2 separate regions of the Zea mays genome follow, and region 1 is linked to region 2. A link is a contact called in public Hi-C data. All regions are on one chromosome and are shown on one strand. The core of a region is the stretch at or near the end of the contact, and the rest is flanking DNA. Distances in the headings are between cores, read along the strand shown.

Region 1 (3,874 bases), core at 1,034-3,533, 200 kb before region 2:
GGCGGTGGAAGGAGTATCATGTCGTAGCTGCCGTCGAAGGTCACGAACTCAAGACTCCCGAAACGGAGCACCGTCCCGGACCAGAGAGGTTGCTGGAGACTGCCCATCTGGAGCTTGACGGGAAGCTGTTCGTCAACACGCAGCAGGCCCCTACCTGGCACACCAACTGTCGGCGTTTCGAGACCGGGGGGGTCCCTAAGCCGACGAGTGAATGTCGCTGCGTGCCCCAGCCCAGATGGGTCAAGCGCGTGGGCGAGCGCGAAGGGGGGAAGCGAGGTGGCCGGAGACGGGCGTGAGAGAGGTGGAAATCCTGCGGCCTTCGTGTTCGTCCCGCGCCCAGGTCGGGTGCGCTTGCAGTAGGGGGTTACAAGCGTCCACGCGGGTGAGGGAAGCGAGCGGCCCCAAGAGAGCGCCTGTCCCGTCCTCGTCCCCGCGCGGCCAACCCTCTCTAAGAGGGCCCTGGTCCTTCCTTTTATAGGCGTAAGGAGTGGATCCAGGTGTACAATGGGGGTGTAGCAGAGTGCTACATGTCTAGCGGGGGAGAGCTAGCGCCCTAAGTACATGCCGATGTGGCAGCCGGAGAGATCTTGGCACCCAGCTGGTGTGATGTCGTGGCCGTCGGAGGAGCGACGGAGCCTGGCGGAGGGACAACTGTTGGAGCGGTTAAGTCTTTGCTGACGTCCTCCTGCTTCCGTAAGAGCTGAGAGCCGCCGTCGTCACAGAGCATGCGGGGCGCCATCATTGCCTATCTGGCGGAGCTAGCCAGATGGGACGCCGGTCTTGTTCTCTGCGGCCCGAGTCAGCTCGGGGTAGGGTGATGATGGCGCTTCCTGTTGACGTGGCTGTCTTGCGCCCTAGGTTGGGCGACGTGGAGGCTCCTCCGAAGCCGAGGTTGAGTCTGTCTTCCGTGGCCGAGGCCGAGTCCGAGCCCCTGGGTCGGGCGAGGCGGAGGTCGTTCGGCAGAGGCCAGGGCGGAGTCCGAGCCCTGGGGTCGGGCGAAGCGGAGTTCGTCGTCTTCTGGGGCTGAGCCCGAGTCCGAGCCCTGGGGTCGGGCGGAGCGGAGTTCGCCGTCTTCTGGGGCTGAGCCCGAGTCCGAGCCCTGGGGTCGGGCGGAGCGGAGTTCGCCGTCTTCTGGGGCTGAGCCCGAGTCCGAGCCCTGGTGTCGGGCGGAGCAGAGTTCGCCGTCTTCCGGGACTTAGCCCGAGTCCGAGCCCTGGGTCGGGCGGAGCGGAGTTCGCCGTCTTCCGGGACTTAGCCCGAGTCCGAGCCCTGGGTCGGGCGGAGCGGAGTTCGCCGTCTTCCGGGACTTAGCCCGAGTCCGAGCCCTGGGTCGGGCGGAGCTTCCTATGGTGCCTTTGGCAGGGCCTGACTGCCCGTCAGTCTCACTCTGTCGAGTGGCACTGCAGTCGGAGCGGCGCAGGCGGCGCTGTCCTTCTGCCAGGCCGGTCAGTGGAGCGGCGAGGTGACGGCGGTCACCTCGGCTCTGCTGGGGGGCGTGTGTCAGGATAAAGGTGTCAGACCACCTTTGCGTTAAATGCTCCTGCGATTCGGTCGGTCGGTGCGGCGATTTAGTCAGAGTTGCTTCTTAACGAAGGCAGGGCCTCGGGCGAGCCGGAGATGTGTCCGCCGTTAGAGGGGGGCCTCGGGCGAGACGGAAATCCTCCGGGGTCGGCTACCCTTGTCCAAGGCTAGGCTCGGGCGAGGCACGATCGAGTCGCTCGAATGGACTGATCCCTGACTTAATCGCACCCATCAGGCCTTTGCAGCTTTATGCTGATGGGGGTTACCAGCTGAGAATTAGGAGTCTTGAGGGTACCTCTAATTATGATCCCCGACAATTACTTTCACAAGTTTCTCGGTTTCGACATACTTCATTTTTACATAAAGATTTGGATATATTTATACTTCTTCTATCCAAAATATTTAGTGTTCTTGTTTTGTGAGAAGCCAAACACGTTTTATTTTAACGATATATAAAACTAAAGTATTAGTATTTTTACTATACTTATGTAAATAGTATATTTATTTATAGATATGAATGTTAACTAACAATTTTTTTAAAAACCTAGTTAAATTTAAGAACGTTTGATGTATATAAAAATGGCATACCGTTCTGCTGCAAAATACCGTACCTCCTGCCCTTCATTCAAATGAGAGGATAAAAGCTAAAGAACAGGAAAATCTTAAAAAAGATCGTCTTCTCTAAAAGTTTAAAAATTAAACTCCGTTCTAAATAAAATACAACTCCACATCGAGCAATCTCGTTCGCTGTTCGTTGGCCTTTCCTGCCCCAAGGGTGCACCGGTGCGGTACAGGCAGGGCGGCAAGATCAACCACCAGCAAATCACAAGAACAAGAGAAGAATCAATCCGACAGCACCCCTCTCCCTCGCATCTACTTGCTCGCCCAGCAGCCGCCCCAACCCTCGCGTCCGCATCGATTCGAGGCAGCTCGCTCTTATATATCCCATTCCGCTCGGTTGGATTCAGCTTCCCCTCGCCCTCCCTCGTCGATAAAACCGATGCACCGTGCCGCCTCGCGAACCCTAGCGGCGGCGGGACGAGGGGAAGAAGGTTACAGGCACGGCGCGTGAAGGGTCCTGTCCTGCCCAGTCCCGTCTGGTCCGCCGCGATGCCGTGGCCCGAGATGTGGCTGCCTCCCGCGGCCGGGGAGGGGGCGGTGGCGGCGGGGCTGTTTCTCGATGGCGTCGATGGGACGGCGCACGGCGCGCTCCTCGCGGCCATGCCCGGGTGCTCCCTGTCGTTCGGGCACCAGCATCGGCGCCGACGTGGGGCGCCGCTGGGGTTTCTGTCGCTGACAATGTCGGTGAAGGGGGGTAGGGGGTTCGCGCCGGCCCCGGTTGGGTTGCTCCCCGACGCGGAGGAGAAGGCCAGGGCGGAGGAGTCGGACGCGCTGGTCGCGGGGAAGAGGGCTGTGGAAGTGGCCGCGGAGGCGGAGGGAGTGATTCTGCTGCAGGAGAAGGAGAAGAAGGACGGTCGTGCTGGAGCTGGAGCGATGAACGTGAGCAAGCATCTCTGGGCTGGAGCAGTTGCTGCCATGATCTCGAGGTATAGCTTGTTGTAGTCTACAACCCAGATTGCATACGCGAGTTAGCAATTTAGCATGATTGCTTATCTAGTGAAAAATGGATGAGTCTTCTTTTGACATTGAACCATAGCTGTTACTTTTGATTGGAATGTTGAAGAATTTGTTTTGTTTGCTAGTTTCTACTTCTCAGGCTCTATGAGGCATCGAGTATGTTGACCTTTAGGCCCAGTTCAGTAAAGTTGTCTTCTACATGTCATAGTTAGTAGTCCATTTAATTAGTATTTGAACAGATGAGTTTTTGTGAAACAGGTTAGGTGAAGTACTTAAGTAGTTACTAGCCTGTTGCCCGTGCTTTGCTACGGTTGTTATATATCATAATAGGTATTGAGATATTTATTCAAATATAATATTGTTTATTTCTGAACATTAAGATACGTGTGGTCTGGTGGTTAGCCCCAAATCTCTAGAGCAAGGGGGTGTGGGTTCGAGTGCTCGCTCTGCACTATTTTTTGCGCGGTGTGGTAGCTGCGCGGGCGGTGGGGTCCCATAAGGCAGTAGCTGAGAGAGCGCTGCGAGGGCGCTGGGCGTGGGGCCCAACAGGGCATGGCGAGGCAGGGCGCGTGGGGTGGGCCCATAATGTCAGCGCGGAGGGTGAAGCCGTGGTAGCACCAGGTGCTTACATTAGGTTTTTAATAGAGTAGTATAGAAGTTGAAGGTCAAGTAACTTAAGCTGTTTATCGCAGTAAGTTGGAAGTTAGAGTTGGCCAAGCTCCTTGATATGGGTGTTCCCGATTATAGGAACGAGTTCCCGGCCGCAGCCCAGATC
Region 2 (4,217 bases), core at 862-3,361:
GCTGAAGAACTTGGAGATGGAGTTCAGAGCTTGCACAATTGACCACATCTCCCGCCCATAGACTCACTTTACCAAGCCATCTCCAGCAGGTCATGTAAATGACTGTTTATACCGTTTGCAGAGTGAAGTTTGAAATAAGGAGTATGATATGGAGTATGATGGAGATAGTCTACGATTTTCTTAATTAGAGATGAGGGTTAAGGGTAGCAATGGGCTCTAAAATTTATACTGGCAATTTAAGGATTGAACTCTATTTATGTACATTTTTAACTAAAATTAATTAAGGACTCGAATGAATCGTGGATCCATTACCACCCCCACACCTACTGAGGACTAGAACCTTTAATTTTAGTTAAAATAGGAAGGGATGAGAATGCAAATAGTAAATCATGCTTATTGAAATTTATTTCTTAATCTTTTAATCATATCGTTCCTACATGATGCAACCCCGCTATAACACTTTGACTACGTGCTTTAAAATGATTTTCTGCCCTTACGATTTGATCCTCCATCAATCGATGCAGAATGTATGCTTTAAAAAAGATCAAAGTGTACCAATTTTATCAAACAACTAATCCAATCATATGAATGCCCACTGTACAAAGTTGTATATCAATCGATTAACTTTTGATTATGACCCAACCCCGCTATATAACACTTTGACTATGTGCATTAAAATGATTTTTCTCTCTTAGGATTTGTTCGGTTAAAAATGGATTGAAGAGGATTAAAAAAGATTAAATCACTTGTTAGTCAAAATTGAATAGAAAAGAGTTTAATCCCCTTCAACCCCCTCCGATCCCAGTGCAATAAAACAAAGGTCTTATGATTTAATCATCCATACATCAATGCAGAATGTATGCTTTTTTTAAAAAAATATCAACGTGTACCAATTTTGTCAAACGAATAGTCCAATCATATGGATGTCCAGTGTACAAAGTTGTATATCAATTGGTTAACTTTTGAACTACTATTATGATGGTCTCCAATTTGTAGCGATTGACGATATAAAAAAATACTTATGCCTCAACAGAATGATACAGTATCCCACTCTACTCGTTTGAGCTTGAGTTGCTTAGGCTTTTGTTTGGATGTTATAGTGTTAAAAACTATAGTTTTAGAAGTCATTGATTTACAAAACCATACTTTTAAAAATGAGGTCTCGAATGAAAAATCTTAAAATTCCAAAAGTTTTAATACCATTGGTTTCAAACCATAATATTTGTTTCATTTGCATCCAATTAATATATGCAACTCTAAAACTAAAGTATTTCACAAAGCTATGATGTTTTCTAAAATTCCAAAAAAATATTTTACATCCAAACAGGGCTTTAGTATTTTTCTTCATCGTTACATCTAGGTGCAAGTGGAACTGCTTCATACTAAATATGTGCATTTCCATTATTAGAATGTCCAACTTAAGGAATATAAAGGTGGCCAACATCTCACTTTCAATTTACCATTTTTGGCTTAAGATTGCATCAATTGACCCTTTATCTCATTGTCTCCATCAGGCTTCTGAGCTGAAAAACACACATCTTGGTCTGGGTTAGTGTTTTTTTAAATTGCTCTGATTGTCGTTGTTTTTGTTTTAAAATTTGAAGAGTATAATTGACTTCCTATGGATGTGGATTTAAGCTCGGTTCATCTTGCTAGGCTTGGCTAGACGTTGAAAAATATGATAAATAAATTTCAAGGAGAGCTGAAAACACGTGAGCTGGCTCATCTCATCATCCACCCTCGTGCATATTGCAAGCAAAAACAAAAAAAAAGTTTTGCCTCATGAAACATTTATGGGATGATATGACTGACAAGTGACAAGCACGCCCGTATCAGGTGCTGACCACCAGCCAACCGGCAACCGCCATCCGATTCACGTAGTTTGATCTTAACCGTCGGATTAAGATTTTGACTTGACGAAACGGATCGGTTGGACAGGCCGAAACCGCGACGTCCACTTCGGGGCATCTGTGTCTTTTGGGTTTGGCCCATTTCTTCGCTTCCTTCCGCAACCGCAACCGTGCGTTCCTCCCCCGTTCCAACCCCCGACACCCCCCAATCGCAACAGTTTCACTGCGCCACAGTACAAATCCTGTCTCGCACCGCCCCAGCCGGCCAGAACAGCGACAGGCCCCTCGCGCCGATCGCCGGGCAATGGGAGCTGGGCGGGGGCGGTGATGGGCGCGGCGGGCTCCAGGTTGGAGAAGGCGCTGGGCGAGCAGTTCCCCGAGGGCGAGCGCTACTTCGGCCTCGAGAACTTCGGAAACACCTGCTACTGCAACAGCGTGCTGCAGGTACGGCGGGGCAAGCCCCCGAATGTCTCTCTGCTCGTTGCGATGCGAGCTGCCACCCCCCGTCGGAGGCGTGTGGGATTTGTTGGTTCTCTTCCGTGCGGGGCGGTGAGGAGCGATGCGTGTTTTGCGAGATCAGAGGCGCGTGATGCTCGCGCCGAAGATCAGCGCTAGATTTTCTGCGTGGGAGAGTTTTTGCGATTGTTGAGCGGTGCCGGTGATATGTTTCCTGTTTTATTTTTTTACGACACGATCGTAGACCGTCATCCTTGTGTGAACCCAGATACTGCTCAGCTGGTTTGACATCGGGAAATTGGGGAAACGCATGGTTTCTGTACGTGTTGAAATGCATGTATATAGCACCTCGCTTTAGCAGTAGGAGCGTTGCCTCCTTTGGAAACCCTTTTTTTACATCGGTGGATTATGTAGGACTCATAGTTTCTGAATGTATTGACAACCTGAAATGCATGTATACTGTTAGATGTGGGACATTTTGGTCAGTAACATTTAGAGAAATATATGATACTGTTCTCCTTATAATGTGGGATCTAACCGTTTCCTGTTTCAGGCACTTTATTTTTGTGTTCCTTTCCGTGATCAATTGCTGGAGTACTATGCAAACAATAAAAACACCGGAGATGTTGAAGAGAACATGCTAACCTGCCTGGCTGATCTGTTCTCTCAGGTACTCGTGCAGCTATTGTTTGTTGTGATTGTCATTCCCGTTCTCAACTAATATATACTCCAGCGTGTAGGAATCACTAAAAAACATGTTGAATCTTGCACAGAGATTTTGGTTGATTAATCACAATTCCTGAGCAAGACTGTATCTAAAGATGTCTGCCATTGTTAAGTTGTCATATTTACATTGAATAAATACCATCAAACACTCCAATAAAGTCGCTGGTTAATTTGACAGTTTCCCATGATATGCCTATAGTTCTACACTTCTACTTGTTATAGACTTAAATTCTTCCTCCTTAGTTTGAGGTCACAAAACGATGTTCCAAAGTATAAATTTCAACAGTTTAATGGTGTAACACTCTATGCGAAATTAGTCCTCAGCAATGAACTACCAAGATTGCCTTGTATCTCGTACATTCCAAAGCGTAAGAGGAACACGCTAGAAAGGAGCATTCTGTGTTATTTTGGATTATACACCTTTTTCTGCTAACCTCTGTAAATTGACATTTTGGAATTTTCAAGTAAATCTGTAATTTAATAAACCTAAACCTGGTTCTACAAATATACCTGTTAAATGAGTAAAATCCATAGGACATGCTCCATTGTTGCCTTACTTTACCACTGACTTCTCACAGATAAATTTTTGTTAGCCTTTGTACTGACAACTATTTGTGCGCTTGTCAATTGTATTGTAGTTTTACACTATTTTAAGTCTGAAATATGTACAATGTTTTGGGAAAATCCTTTTATCTGAAGGCCTCTTACTAGTGTGATATGTTATTGTTTTCACGAGTGAATACTGGAGTGGACTGGGGAAGAAACAAACGGTCTACTTCAACAAAATAATTATCCCTTTTTAATTGTCCATACAGATCAGTAGCCAGAAGAAGAAAACAGGGGTTATTGCTCCTAAGCGTTTTATACAACGATTGAAGAAACAAAATGAGATTTTCCGCAGCTATATGCATCAGGTAATACATTTTGTCAGTGATGTCTTCCATTGTGTTTTTGTAGTTTTAGCAAGCACATGGTCACATTATAGCGTGCTCATCACCTTGAGAAACTTTTCTGGCCCTCCGAGATAGGCTGTTAAACCTAGGTGCAGTCTTTGCATGAATCACTACTGTAATTTTTCAGTAATTTCCATGTAAAATGATGCAACACTGAGTTCAAGGTTCTATAACTATATTCAACTCCTTGCATTATCAAAAAATCATGGGAACCTTCAATCTGATTCTTACA

Evidence for each region. Hi-C and Micro-C count contacts between places; a contact is called where the count stands out from the background.
Region 1: a Hi-C map of leaf shows a contact between it and region 2, with 7 times the contacts expected there. The contact joins the promoter of LOC100193996 here to the promoter of LOC100274352 in region 2. A contact is called at or near these places in 2 of 25 Hi-C or Micro-C datasets (both in leaf).

Annotation. Positions count from the first base shown.
Region 1 is chr1:20,077,832-20,081,705 of Zm-B73-REFERENCE-NAM-5.0, reverse strand. LOC100193996 (putative mitochondrial adenine nucleotide transporter BTL2) reads left to right here and starts at 2,283. Exons shown (of 4, transcript NM_001359362.1): 1 at 2,283-3,068. The coding sequence starts at 2,632.
Region 2 is chr1:19,873,259-19,877,475 of Zm-B73-REFERENCE-NAM-5.0, reverse strand. It overlaps LOC100274352, which reads left to right and starts at 2,111. Exons shown (of 6, transcript NM_001148712.1): 1 at 2,111-2,294; 2 at 2,860-2,976; 3 at 3,848-3,946. The coding sequence starts at 2,178.